Linked DNA regions of Sus scrofa: region 2 is linked to region 1. Evidence: chromatin contacts called from public HiChIP or PLAC-seq data. All regions are on one chromosome and are shown on one strand. Each heading gives the region's core, a stretch centred on a gene start, on an enhancer-like site or on the middle of the called end of the contact. The rest is flanking DNA. Distances are from core to core; before and after follow the strand shown. Region 1 holds the start of ADORA2A (adenosine receptor A2a). Region 2 holds the start of UPB1 (beta-ureidopropionase).

What was found. HiChIP or PLAC-seq counts read pairs in DNA pulled down with a chosen protein or histone mark.
Region 2: a contact with region 1 is called in an H3K27ac HiChIP or PLAC-seq map of alveolar macrophages. The contact joins the promoter of UPB1 here to the promoter of ADORA2A in region 1. A contact is called at or near these places in 2 of 5 promoter capture datasets (both in liver), 8 of 47 Hi-C or Micro-C datasets (embryonic fibroblasts, fetal heart ventricle, heart right ventricle and 2 more) and 1 of 2 datasets of contacts at active chromatin or transcription factors (alveolar macrophages).

The regions. Positions count from the first base shown.
Region 1 is chr14:49,463,434-49,469,278 of Sscrofa11.1, forward strand. It overlaps ADORA2A (adenosine receptor A2a), which reads left to right and starts at 3,753. Exons shown (of 3, transcript XM_003483462.4): 1 at 3,753-5,501. It overlaps SPECC1L (cytospin-A), which reads left to right. Exons shown (of 16, transcript XM_021073804.1): 16 at 1-532.
Region 2 is chr14:49,529,396-49,535,417 of Sscrofa11.1, forward strand. It overlaps UPB1 (beta-ureidopropionase), which reads left to right and starts at 3,813. Exons shown (of 10, transcript XM_001929254.6): 1 at 3,813-4,049. The coding sequence starts at 3,946.

The sequences.
Region 1 (5,845 bases), core at 2,503-5,002:
CCTGGGTCTGCATCCGCACTGCTGCCCCTTCCAGGTACAGTGAGTCCACCCTGGCAGCCCTTGCTGCAGGGCAGGTGGATGTTGCTGGCATTCTCTGGAGGAAGGTGGCCACTGCCAGTGGCGTGAGCCCTGGGGTCGGTGACAGGGCGGAGAGTGGCCTTGTGGAGGGCCTCCTGGGAGCCCAGCCCCTCTCTCTGACAAGAGGCCATGCAGCTGGGCTGCCCACGATTTTCACGTGGATCCACAGTTGAGAGGATTCCAGAAGCATGACTTATCACTTGTAACACTGTCAGCTTTAAGGGGAGATCTGGATGGTCACATGTACCTGGAAGTGCTGGGGTGCTGTTGGTCCAGTGGCAGGTGCTGAGAAGCCTCCAGGGAGTCATGCTGCCTCCTCCCGTCAAGCACAAGCTTTATAGCAAAAGGACTGGTGTTGTTTTCTCCACCATGGGCTTCTGCAGATGCTTCTGATGATACTTTTTAATATTGTTCTATTAAATATTCTTGAATGTATTAAAACTGTTGGAACGCATCAGGCTCGGGCTTTTCGGGCTCCTGTGAACAGAACCCTCACCGCCTCGGGGACTGACTGTGGCAGGGAGGGCGCCTGATCTGGAGCTCATGGGCCAGGAGATAGTGGGGGGACCTGAGTGGGAGGCATCTGGGACGGCTATGGTCTGGGCAGCCCTGTCACCATGAAGGTCCTGTGATGGGCACCAGAGCCCCAGAAGTACCGCCTGAGCTGTCCCCGAAAACAGAAGCCCCTGTGTCCCCCACTTGTAGCCCAGACACGTGCTGCTCTGGGTGGAGGAGGGTGCCTTGAGGTTTTCTGGGTTTTTTTAGAAATATATCTTTTTGGAGATAATTTTCAGAATATATAAAATTATAGAGAAACAAAAAAAAGTCAGTAATTATACCACACAGGCAACCAACCAGTGGAGCCTTTCTTTCGTGCATCTCATGTAGAATAGTAATGACTCCTCAGAGCACAGCCAGGCAGGCACTGTGTCTCGTCACGTTGCACATGTCACGTGTCACATGCAGAGGCCCATGGCATCCAGTGTTGTGTGCACTGGGTGACCTTGGTGCCCCTCCTGGGCCTGCAGCCCCCTCCAGCCAGGCTCAGGGTTTCCCCCCAGTACTGGGTCCACACCTGGGGAAGGAGTTGGTGTGTGCTCTGAGACTGGGGTGCAGACCAAGTGCTCCCTCCTGGGCTGCAGTAGAGGCCACTGCCATGGCCAGAGAGGCTGCGATGGCTAGCAAAGGGGGGCCCATCCAACACCTCAGGCAGCAGGGGCAGCCCTGGCTGTCCTGGCTGCTGTCCCTCAGGTGCGGGGCCCCCTCCCCAAGACCACCCCCCACCCTCCACCTGCTGTGCCAGAGGATCTTTGGGGCGACTGGAGACCTGGCCCCTTGGAGTCACCCCAGGGCCCCACTTCCCTCCTGGCATGGTGCTCCTGCCACCCGGGCTGGCCAAACTGTCTGAGGCTGTCCCTTTACTGGATGACAGGAACAAACATCAGGGCTTTTACTCTTGCTCACAGGCCCTGTGCTCTGGGTCAGGTGGGTGAGGTGTGGGCTCTGGTCAGGCTCTGGGGTGCTGGGAGAGCACTGGCCAGAGCACCCACCCAGGTGCAGGAGGTGAGGTGGGCACACAGGAGGACAAGGCTCCACCTCCCTGAGCCCAGCCCAACCCCCTGGCTGGGAGCACTTGGGGGAGCAGGCTGGGTGTGGAGGGAGGGTCAGGAGTGGAGGGTGAGCAGGCATGGCCTGCTGTCTGCCACCTGACTTGTGCCAGGCCCAGAGCAGGGGCATGGGCGGGCCAGGAGACTCTGGGTGATGGTGTCTGCATTTCCAGGGCTCCAGGCAGGGAGACACCATGATGTCTGGAAGCCTGGAGCTCAGAGCCAGAAGCTGGGGAGGGGCTCAGGATGATACCTCACCAGCACCCCGTCAGGCAGGAAGCAGGGACACCCAAGTCTCCAGTCTGCCAGCAGCACTCTACCACCTCTGTAGCACGGTGACCCCAGGAAGGGTCTCTTCAGACCTCATCTTAAACTGGGTGGTGCTGGGCTGCGGGAAGAGTGGGGAGGGGGTGACTTTGAAGTTCTGACAGCTGCTGCTATGCTGGCGCCTGGGTCTAGGCTTCAGGCCGTTGTTCTCTTGAAGAGCCTCCACAGCCCAGGACAAGGCTCCCCTCCCACCTGGCTCTGGTTTCCATATCCACATTGACGCGCCCAGGTCAGCTCAGAGACACAGGATTCCCAGCGGTGCTGCCCTTTGACTCCAGGAGCATCTTCCCAGGGCTGGACTCGAAGATGGGGTGGTCCTGCAGCTGCCCGGCTTCAGGCACCCAGGGAGCAGCCTTGTGTGCTTCTGCTTTGGGGGCCTTAGTCTGGGCATGAACTGGAGTTCCGTGAGGTCCTTCCACTTCCTTAATTCCAGAGCCCCCCATCTGTCTTTTTTTTTAGGGCCGCACCCTCGGCATGTGGTAGTTCCCAGGCTAGAGGTCCAATCAGAGCTGTTGCTGCCAGTCTACACCACAGCCACGGCAACACCAGATCCTTAACCCACTGAGCGAGGCCAGCAGAGCCCCTCATTTGGAGGAGGAGTCGGCAAGTACCTCAGGGTGGCCTGGCTGCCCCCAGGGACGCTGGGCCCTTCATCCTGGGTCAGGCGTGCTTTCTCCCTGATGCGGCCCAGCTGGCCCCAGAGAAACAATCAGGGGCCAGAGGCCACCAGGTGCATCCTGGACAGGAACAAAAAGCGGGTGGGAGCGGGTTGCGGGGCAGGAATCTGAGAACGGAATTCTGGAGCAGGAGAGCCCAGCTGGCCCCACTGCCGGGCCTGGGGAGCCAGGGCTGGACGGAAGGAAGGGCGGGCACCCACAGCCTTCACGGCCTGGATTGGGGCTGGGCAGGGAAACCAAGGCCCAGAGGTAGGAGACGGGACACCCACCACCCTCAGTGCTCCCCCAGCCCCGGTCTGACACCTGGGGAGTACCCACAAGGCCAAGAGCACAGACCTGGCAAGACAGCGGGGTGGAGGGGTGTTATTGGGGGAGGCAGACCGTGAACAGCCCTCCTGTGTACCTGCTTCCTGTCATGGGCTGTCCCTGGGCAATGGCTTCATTGGAGACTTTAAGACACATGGCAACTCGCGCAGGACGCTTCCCGCCTTAAGCTGCAGTAGGGGAAGGCTGGGGACTTTGCTGCCTCAAGAGCAGGTGGGTTCCAGGGCCTAGGGAGCTGGCTCAAGGGCTGAAAGCAAGCTAGGCCCTACTGACCACCCTAGGCCTGGGGTACTCACCACAGAGGGTGCTCTCTGAGGGCCAGGTGCAGAAACCAAGCTTTCAGCCCTTGGGCACTGGGTGTGGCCGGCCACACATGGGGAGTTCTACAAGGGAAGGCTCCAGAATGGAAACTGCATGGAAGAGCCTCATAGCAGCCCACACTGGAGACTAGAGTGACCCCAGCATTTGCTGAGTGTTGGTCTCTGCCCAATGAACCACCTGTAGTCCTGTCTGGGCCCCAGGTGACTCTCAAGAGGAGCTGTTCCTTTTTGTCTTTTTATTTTTATTTTATTTTATTTTTTTAGGGCCTCACCCACAGCACATGGAGTTTCCCAGGCTAGGGGTCCAATCAGAGCTACACCTCCCGGCCTACACCACAACTCGGGATCTGAGCCTTGTCGGTGACCTATACCACAGCTAACCCACTGAGCAAGGCCAGGAATCGAACCTGTGTCATCATGGATGCTAGTGAGATTCGTCTCTGAGCCACAGTGGGAACTCCGAGAGGAGTTGTTCCTTGTGTGTTTGAGTGAGGCCTTGAGTGGATATGGGCCCCAGGTGTGGGCAGGAGGGTTTTGTCTCAGCTGTAGGAGTTTGCTCCCTGCAATGCCCGGAGAGCAGGTGAGGGAACGCAGAGCCTGGGGGAGGCTCCCCTGGTGGGCATTGCTTCCCCAGGTCCCTTGGATTCTGACTGGTGGCACAGCTCAGGAGGTGACAGAGCAGAAGACAACAGTCTCGTTTTACAGGTGAGGCAGCAGGTCCCTTAGGGCGGGCAGGAAAGCCACAAGGCCAGGGCATCCCCCGGGGTGTTCCCAGGGGCAGTGGCCCACCTAGAGGGGGAGTTCCTTCACTAAGCCACAGGAAGGGGGGTGCCTTCATGAGTGCGGGAGGACAGGACAGCACAGCCTGCTGTTGCCAGTAGGTGGCTTGGACCCAGTGAATGGGGGTAAGGGGTCTGCAGGCCAAGTGGGGGGTTGGAAAGGCAGCCAGGGACAGGGGACTTCCCAATTTGAACATTCTCATGTGCCTTGTCCCATGAAGTCTCGGGTTTTCCTTGAGTTATGTCAGGGTCCTGAACAGGGGCAGAGTGGGTGCAGGGACACTGAACATCGGGAAACGGGGAGCAGGGGACCCAGCTGGCTGGAGGGAGTGAGCAGGGGAGGCTGCCAGGCACTGGAGGCTGGGTCCTGGCAAGTGAGGGGCATCTCCTAGGGCTCTGCATCTGAGGCTGGAGCAGCTGGCCGAGTGCCTGTGGAGGCTCTCTCTTCCCACTGGCCCTCCCAGCCTGCAGGGCTGCTGCACAGCCCTGCTCCCATGTGTGACTCTGCTGGTCCCAGGAGATTTGAGAATGCAAGGTTCCTGTGAGCCCTTAGCTACCAGCACCCCTGGCCTCTGAGCAATTGTCCTGCTGAGCACAGAACTGGGGTTACTCCCGATTCAAGGGTGGAAGAGGGGCTCCTCCTGCGGCTGTGCTGAGGTCCAATCCATGTGAGGTCCTTCCCAATCTGGAATCCACAACGTGGATCTGGGGGACGGGGCCTGAGATTCCAGGATGGTCTGCGATGCGGGCTGGGAAGGTGGAAGGCCTGACCAGGCCCCAGAGCCGGGGAGGTCTCAGAGGGGTCACTGGAAGTTGAGGCCGGCTTCCCAGAAGCATCCTTTGAACCGAGGCACCGGCACACGCAACCCACCAGATTCAGCAAGGGAGGACAAGGCTGGGGCTCTATGGCAGGCATGTCCCTTCGGGCCCTTGTAAGGATACTGAACTTTCTCCTTCGGGAACTGGGGATCCATGAAAAAATCTGAGGAGGCGCGGTCACAGGGCGCTTCCCAGGATGACGTCGGGGCCCGGCCCGCCCCGCTCCCAGGATGTGCTCCGGAAGGATCTCAGCGGCGAGGGCAGCCCTGGGGGCTTCTTGGAGAGGAGGGAGCGGGGGCCCGGGCCCCTGGGCAAGGACTCGTCGGAAGGGAGGGGCGTGGCGCGGGTGGAGGTGGCCGGAGAAGGGCGCGGAGGGCGTCCGCGGGGCTGGCGGGCCGGTCGCCCTGGCGCCCTCGGGCCTCGGTTTCCCCGCGCGGCGGGGCGGGGCGAGTCGAGGGCCGCGCGAGCCTGGAAGTCGCCTGCAGGGGGCGGCCGCGGGCGGCGCGGCCGGAGTCGAAGTCGCAGCCGGAGCTGCGGCGGAGACCGCGGGAGCCGGCGAGCGAGGAGCAGGTCAGAGGGGTCCCGGGTCCGGGGTCCCCAGAGTCTCAGGAGGGCTGCCTGGCGGCGTGGGTCTGTCGGAGCTGCTGGGCCGGCATGGCGGGCGGCGCGGGTCCCCTCCCTCAGGTGCCCCGCCGCCCCGTCTCTTCCCGCCGCTCCGAGAGCGAGTTCGAGAGCCGGTCCGAGCCCAGACCGCGGCGGCGGGAACGGCGGGCGCAGGGGCGGCTCCGGCGCGGCCTCCGACCTCGGCCCAGACGGGAGGCAGTGCGCGGACCCTCCGGGCCGCCCCGAACCAGACCGGAAGGTGCACAGGGGAGGCGGGGAGGGGAAGGGGCGAGGGCGCGCGGCAGGAACGT
Region 2 (6,022 bases), core at 2,563-5,062, 66 kb after region 1:
AGATCTTTTCCCCCTTAACTATAGGTGAAATATTGGCTCCTGTATTTCATTTCCAGTAAGTGTCATGTTTAACTTGGAAATCTGACAAATACCAAGAACTCCTGCCCCGCAGTTCACAGTACTACTGAGAGGACCAAATGGGACAAAAAGGCAAAAGCTCAGGTGTGCTGTAAAGTGCTAAATGAGGTCATAAGCAGCCCCTCTGGCTTGGGGGAAAAGAGGGCAGATGGGGTCTCTGTGTTGTGGCCATGTGCCAAGGCCTCACCAATGATCATCATCAAACCTTTCAGTGCTGATGAGCAGAGCCCACAGTACCTTAAATATCTTCCCTAAGGATTATAATTAATGTACACTGTGAATTTAAAAGTAACACCTCAAAACAGACACTGACAGGAGTTCCTGTCATTGCTCAGTGGTTAACGAATCTGACTAGGAACCATGAGGTTGCGGGTTTGATCCCTGGCCTTGCTCAGTGGGTTAACGATCCAGCATTGCCGTGAGCTGTGGTGTAGGTCGCAGACACGGCTCAGATCCCAGGTTGCTGTGGCTGTGGCGTAGGCCGGTGGCTACGGCTCTTAGACCCCTAGCCTGGGAACCCCCATATGCCATGGGAGCGGCCCAAGAAAATGGCAAAAAAAAAAAAAAAAAAGAAAAAACAAACACTAACATGTTTTTAAAAAATCAGCTGTTTCTATAAAATCAGCCTGTATAATGAAACTCCTTTGTCACAAACAAGGATGTAAATAGAGGAATTTATACGTGACTAGATTATTAGACTCATATTTTATTAGAATTAGAAAAGGCTTAGATCATTTCTGCAGACTGTCTTCCCAACTTCCTTCCCTTCCCCACCTGTTTTTTTTTTTTTTTTTGGCTGTGCCCATGACATGCTGAAGTTCCCAGGCCATAGGAATGACAACACTGGATCCTTAGTGGCCAGGCCACCAGGGAACTCCTTCCCCACTGTTCTTACAATGGGAAAACTGAGGTAATGATTGAGAGCCCAGACTCAATTACAGATTTCCAGACTCCTGGTATAAGCCTCTTTTTCATAAAGTAATTTTCTATAAAATATTATTTCAAACAAATAAAAGCATAATACCCAGATTTTTAAAAATGTTGATGTCTTAAGCTTCGAGTCTTTAAAAAAAGAATGAAAACATTATATTAGCAGACCCCCCACTCCTCTAATCTATTCCCCCACCTCCTTCTCCAGAGGTAACCACTACTCAGGCCGTGGTGTAGTCCATCCTTCCTGTTCATGTCTGTATAGCATTAACAAATGATTATATATCCATAAACCACACCATGCTGCTACAGAAGGAGCCGGTCTTCAAAACAAGGAAGAGCCCTTCACTCAAGTATGCTTGCATGCAATTAAAACCTTTGGGCTTTGGCTGGATTTTGCAAAAAGAAACTAGGGGAGAGCTTCAAAGTCTTGTTGTTGTTGCTTTATAGGGCCACACTTGCAGCATATGGAAGTTCCTAGGCTAGGGGTCGAATGGAAACTACAGCTGCCGGCCTACGCCACAGCAACGCAGGATCCAAGCTGTGTCTGTGACCTACATCACAGCTCACGGGTAAAGCTGAATCCTTAACTCACCAAGCAAGGCCAAGGTTTGAACCCACATTCTTATGGATACTAGTTGGGCTCGTTTCTGCTGAGCCACAATGGGAACTTCCTAAAAGTTTTTTTTTTTTTTTTTTTTTTTTTTTTTTTTTAATAATAACCACAGAAGGATCTAGTGAAGTGCCTTATTATTTGAAGTGAAAATAAATTGGGCAAATACAAAAATGTTAATACAATTTTTAAAAATTCTTCTCAAGTATGTGTTCGTGAAACCCTGGTTTATAACAACCTAGTGAGAGTGACCTGTCACCAAATAATAGGGAAAGATGGATGAAGCAATTTAACTATAATAATAGTTTATACATCTGCTTCCAAGACCAGCTCAAATGTCACCACCTTAATGAATCTGTCCTCAGTCCCTTCAGAATTAATTCCTTCGACAGTCATTTATTCAGTGCCAAAGCCCTGAAGATACAAAAGTAGATCAGACCCAGTTCCTGCCCAGAGCTCAGAAATAATTACACAATAGTGTTTGATAAATGCTCTAACAGAGGTATCCATCAAGGGTTAGTGGAATCTAAAATCTCCTGGCGCAAGTGGAGAAGACTTTCCAGAGGAGGTTAAATCTAAGCTGCATCTTGGAGGATGGGGAGGAGTTCACAAAACTGAAGATGGAAGGTCACTGCAGGCAGGGCGCTACTGAATGAGAGGCCACAAAAGATGTTAAGATCTTAGTTTGAGAAGGACAGGTAAGGATAGACATCAGAGGTAAAGAGTTAAGCTGGAAGACTGGCAGCAATTCAAGCAAAAGATGACACAATTGCAGGCATGAGGTGGGAGAGGGAAGGAGTTTAACAAAAACCAGGAGATAAATTTAGCAGAACTGATTGTATGGGGGAAAGAAAGAACATGGAGGAGTTTAGAATGACTACCGAAGGCTTGGCAATGGAGTGGGCAGCGAGGCCATTAACTAAAATAGGAAATACCATACAGAAGAGAGCAGGCAGGAAGAGGGCAGGTTCAGACCCCCCTGCTGCAATCTTTTTTTTTGGCTGCGGCATATGGAGGTTCCCAGACTAGGGGCTGAATTGGAGCTGCAGCTGCCGGCCTACGCCACAGTCACAGCAACGTGGGTTCCAAGCCGCATTTGCAACATATGCTACAGTTTAATGGCAACACCGGATCCTTAACCCACTGAGCAATGCCAGGGACTGAACCCGCGCCTTCATGGATACTAGTCCAGTTCTCTACTGCTGAGCCACGACAGGAACTTCCCCACCCACCCAGCATTCTGAGTGGGCCATGAAGCCTCTCCTTTGTGGTCTTAAATGATTTCCCTTTCTAGGCCAGAAGTCACTCCTTCCCCTGAGCTCCAGAGTTTCTTGTCTACCTTGCGCAAACCGAAGGAGTTAAATCTGCTGCATTTACAAGTCTGTCCCTACCTTAAATCACAGAACAAAGGCATGCAGTCTGGCTGGTCTGTGCATGGCCTTATCTCACAGCCTTAGACTGGAGCCTTCCAGATGCTTCCACGGAGTCTGCACCAGATGCCAGAATCGGCGGTTAGCATCCATCAAAGCAATGACCTAAACCTGTGAGTTAGCAGCTCCCGTAAACTACCTGAAGCATCCGGCCCACAGTACCTGCTTTGAGTTTGTGTTCCCATCTCATCCCTGGTAAACAACCCTGAGAGGCAGAGAGATTCAGATCCACAGAGGCCTGCGACTGGGGTTCCAGGTTGGCAAGTGGCTGACCAGCTGCCCCTCATGGCACTGCCCTACTGCGCATGAGGCCTGCTCTGTACAGGGGGCTGCACCTTTGGTCGGCTGGGGAGCCACCTGGGCTCTGAGCGACACCTCCAAGGCCCACCCCTCAGGACAAGGCCGTGAGGACACTCACCCACCTGCCATACTGACTGCACGACATTTGGCCGCGTCAACCCCATGGCGCCAAGTGTCCTTCTGGGACGCACGGCCTGGCCCTGAGGACACAGCCCATCCCTACCTTCATTCCCGCAGGCCGCATCCTCTGTCCCACGCTAGGGCAGGAACCTGGGGTGAGGAGAGCGTGAGGCCAGCACGTGGCCTAGGCCCTTGGGCTGCAGGTGACTGGCTGGCTGAGGCCAGGACGGAAGGGGTGTGGCTGGCGCGTGTTGAAGGAGGTGCCAGGGTCAGTACCATCACGAGGTCCCGAGTGCTGATTGGCTGGGCCCAGGCACGAGGAGGGGGCGTGTCCGCACCTGAGCCTTCCTCTGGCTTTTGGGCCAGAGGAGAAGGGAGGGAGTTCCTGCCAGGCAACTGTCTCCTCCTCTTCCAACTGGAGGCAAAGGGCAGCAGGCAGTTTGGATCGGGACGAGGCAGCTGCAGACACCAGACATGGCGGGGGCCGAATTTGAGTCGCTGGAGCAGTGCTTGGAGAAGCATCTGCCACTCGCAGACCTGCGGGAGGTCAAACGCATCCTCTATGGCAAGGAGACCAGGTGTGGGTCACAGAAGTTGGGGAGGGGGGACTTGGGGTCAAGGGGTGTGGATCTAGGGGACCAGGCAGAGTGCTTCAGGATCTGAAGAGGTCTGTGGAAGCTGGGGTGGGGTAGGGGGGAGTGCAGTCCTGAGTTGGCCAGCAGATTAGGTCTAGGTCTGAGTAGGAAGTCTTGTGTGACAGCTTGGCTTTGGAACCTCAGGGTTGTACAACCCAGGGGTGACCTTTACAAGCCAATTCTCCCCCAGTTTCCTGGAGACAAAGGACAGTTTTTACTCTTCTTGCCTATGACCACCCAACTCTCTTTCCCAGCTTCCAGTGACCAGCTTCTTCCCCAGACGAGGCCTGTCCCCTGGGTGTCTGTCTATGTCAGTACCTCAGCCCAGAAGCCCCAGCCCTTCCTTCCTGCAGTGACCCAGCTTCTGGTGGATCCTCAGAGGTGGAGGCCTGAGTCTGGTTGGTGAAGCAGCCTTTCCCACTGGCAAGTTACAAGAGTTAGTTACCTCGCTCAGAGCAAGTGGTTGTTCTGCTCCCAACCTGCTGTGTGTATCACTAGGACCTTCTGAGGGAAGTGCAGAGCTGGGCACTGGGCGAACAAAGCTGGAAGACACTTCCCCTGCCACTCTTGTTTCTCTTCATTGTACTTTTCTCAAAGCAACCAGAAAATGTAAATCTTATCCTGTTGCTCCTTTGCTTAAAACTCTAAGGGATTCCCACAGCCCTGAGAATGAAATCCAAATGCTGACCTCATGCAACTCCTGACTAAATGTCCTTCCATGTCCTTGCCCATAACCCCAATCCCACCAGAGTGCTCGTGCCCTGACCTCACAACAGCAGCTTTGAGGTTTGAGGGAGGAATCTGATCAGCTCACCTGAACTGAGGGTGTTGATTGGATCAGAGGTTCCCAACCACCAACTGATGTGGAGTATGGGGGTGGGCACAGGCCTCAGAGTCACAGGTGTTTTCACTGCTAGTGGATGGTAAAAGTAGAACAGCTGCCTTTGGCAGCGGGCACAATACAGAAGTCTGTCAGGAAGAGCTCTTCATACCCAAAGAGAGGTGCTGGAACCAGATGACCTTTAGGGCTTTCACCGCACCTGGAAAAGCTCATCACAAGGGAGCCCTCTTAGAGTTGAGGCTCCCAAAGAAAGTGTCTTAAATCAAGAGGTGTCTCAGATACTAGGTTTGTTTAAGGATGAAGTGGGCATGCTCTCCTGGGAAAAGACCCAGGTCCAGGGTGTCAGGGAGAGTCTTAGGAAAAGAGAAAGGTTTTCCACATGGTTGACTGGCTGGAGCTCATTCTAGAGCTCAAGGTAAGGACTGTTATGTAAGAAGAACTTCATGGGCACATTTGGATTGCTGCAGAGGCAGCGGGACTGGAAGTAGAGGGAAAAGGAGCCAAATTCTATCTGCGCCCCCCACCTCAGGCCTCTTCTTGGGGCTTGGTTCACAATAACTGAGTAAATGCTTCCCCTTTTGCATTCCTTCTCCTAGTCCCTTTTCTTGGTTCTGTTCCACTCGGCACTGAGCTCTTCCAAGTACTGGAGTATAAACCTTTGTACTTGCCCCATCTGTGTGATTGGGTAGGATTTGGCTAGGAACAGATTGCAAAGTGCAGATATAAAATTAATCATTTAAAAACGCTTCTCCCTTGAGTGGTTCCTGTCATGGCTCAGAGGTTAAGGAATCCAACTAGTATCCATGAAGATGTGGGTTCCATCCCTGGCCTTGCTCAGTGGGTTAAGGATCTGGTGTTGCTGTGAGCTGTGGTATAGGTCGCAGACACAGCTCGGATCCTGCATTGCTGTGGCTGTGGTGTAGTCTGGTGACTACAGCTCCGATTGGACCCCTAGCCTGGGAACCTCCATGTGCCTCGGGTGTGGCCCTACAAAAACAAAAAATAAAATTAAAAATTAAAAACTCTTCTCCCACTTAAGCTCCTGTTCACTCCTCCCCACCTGACTTGGACATGG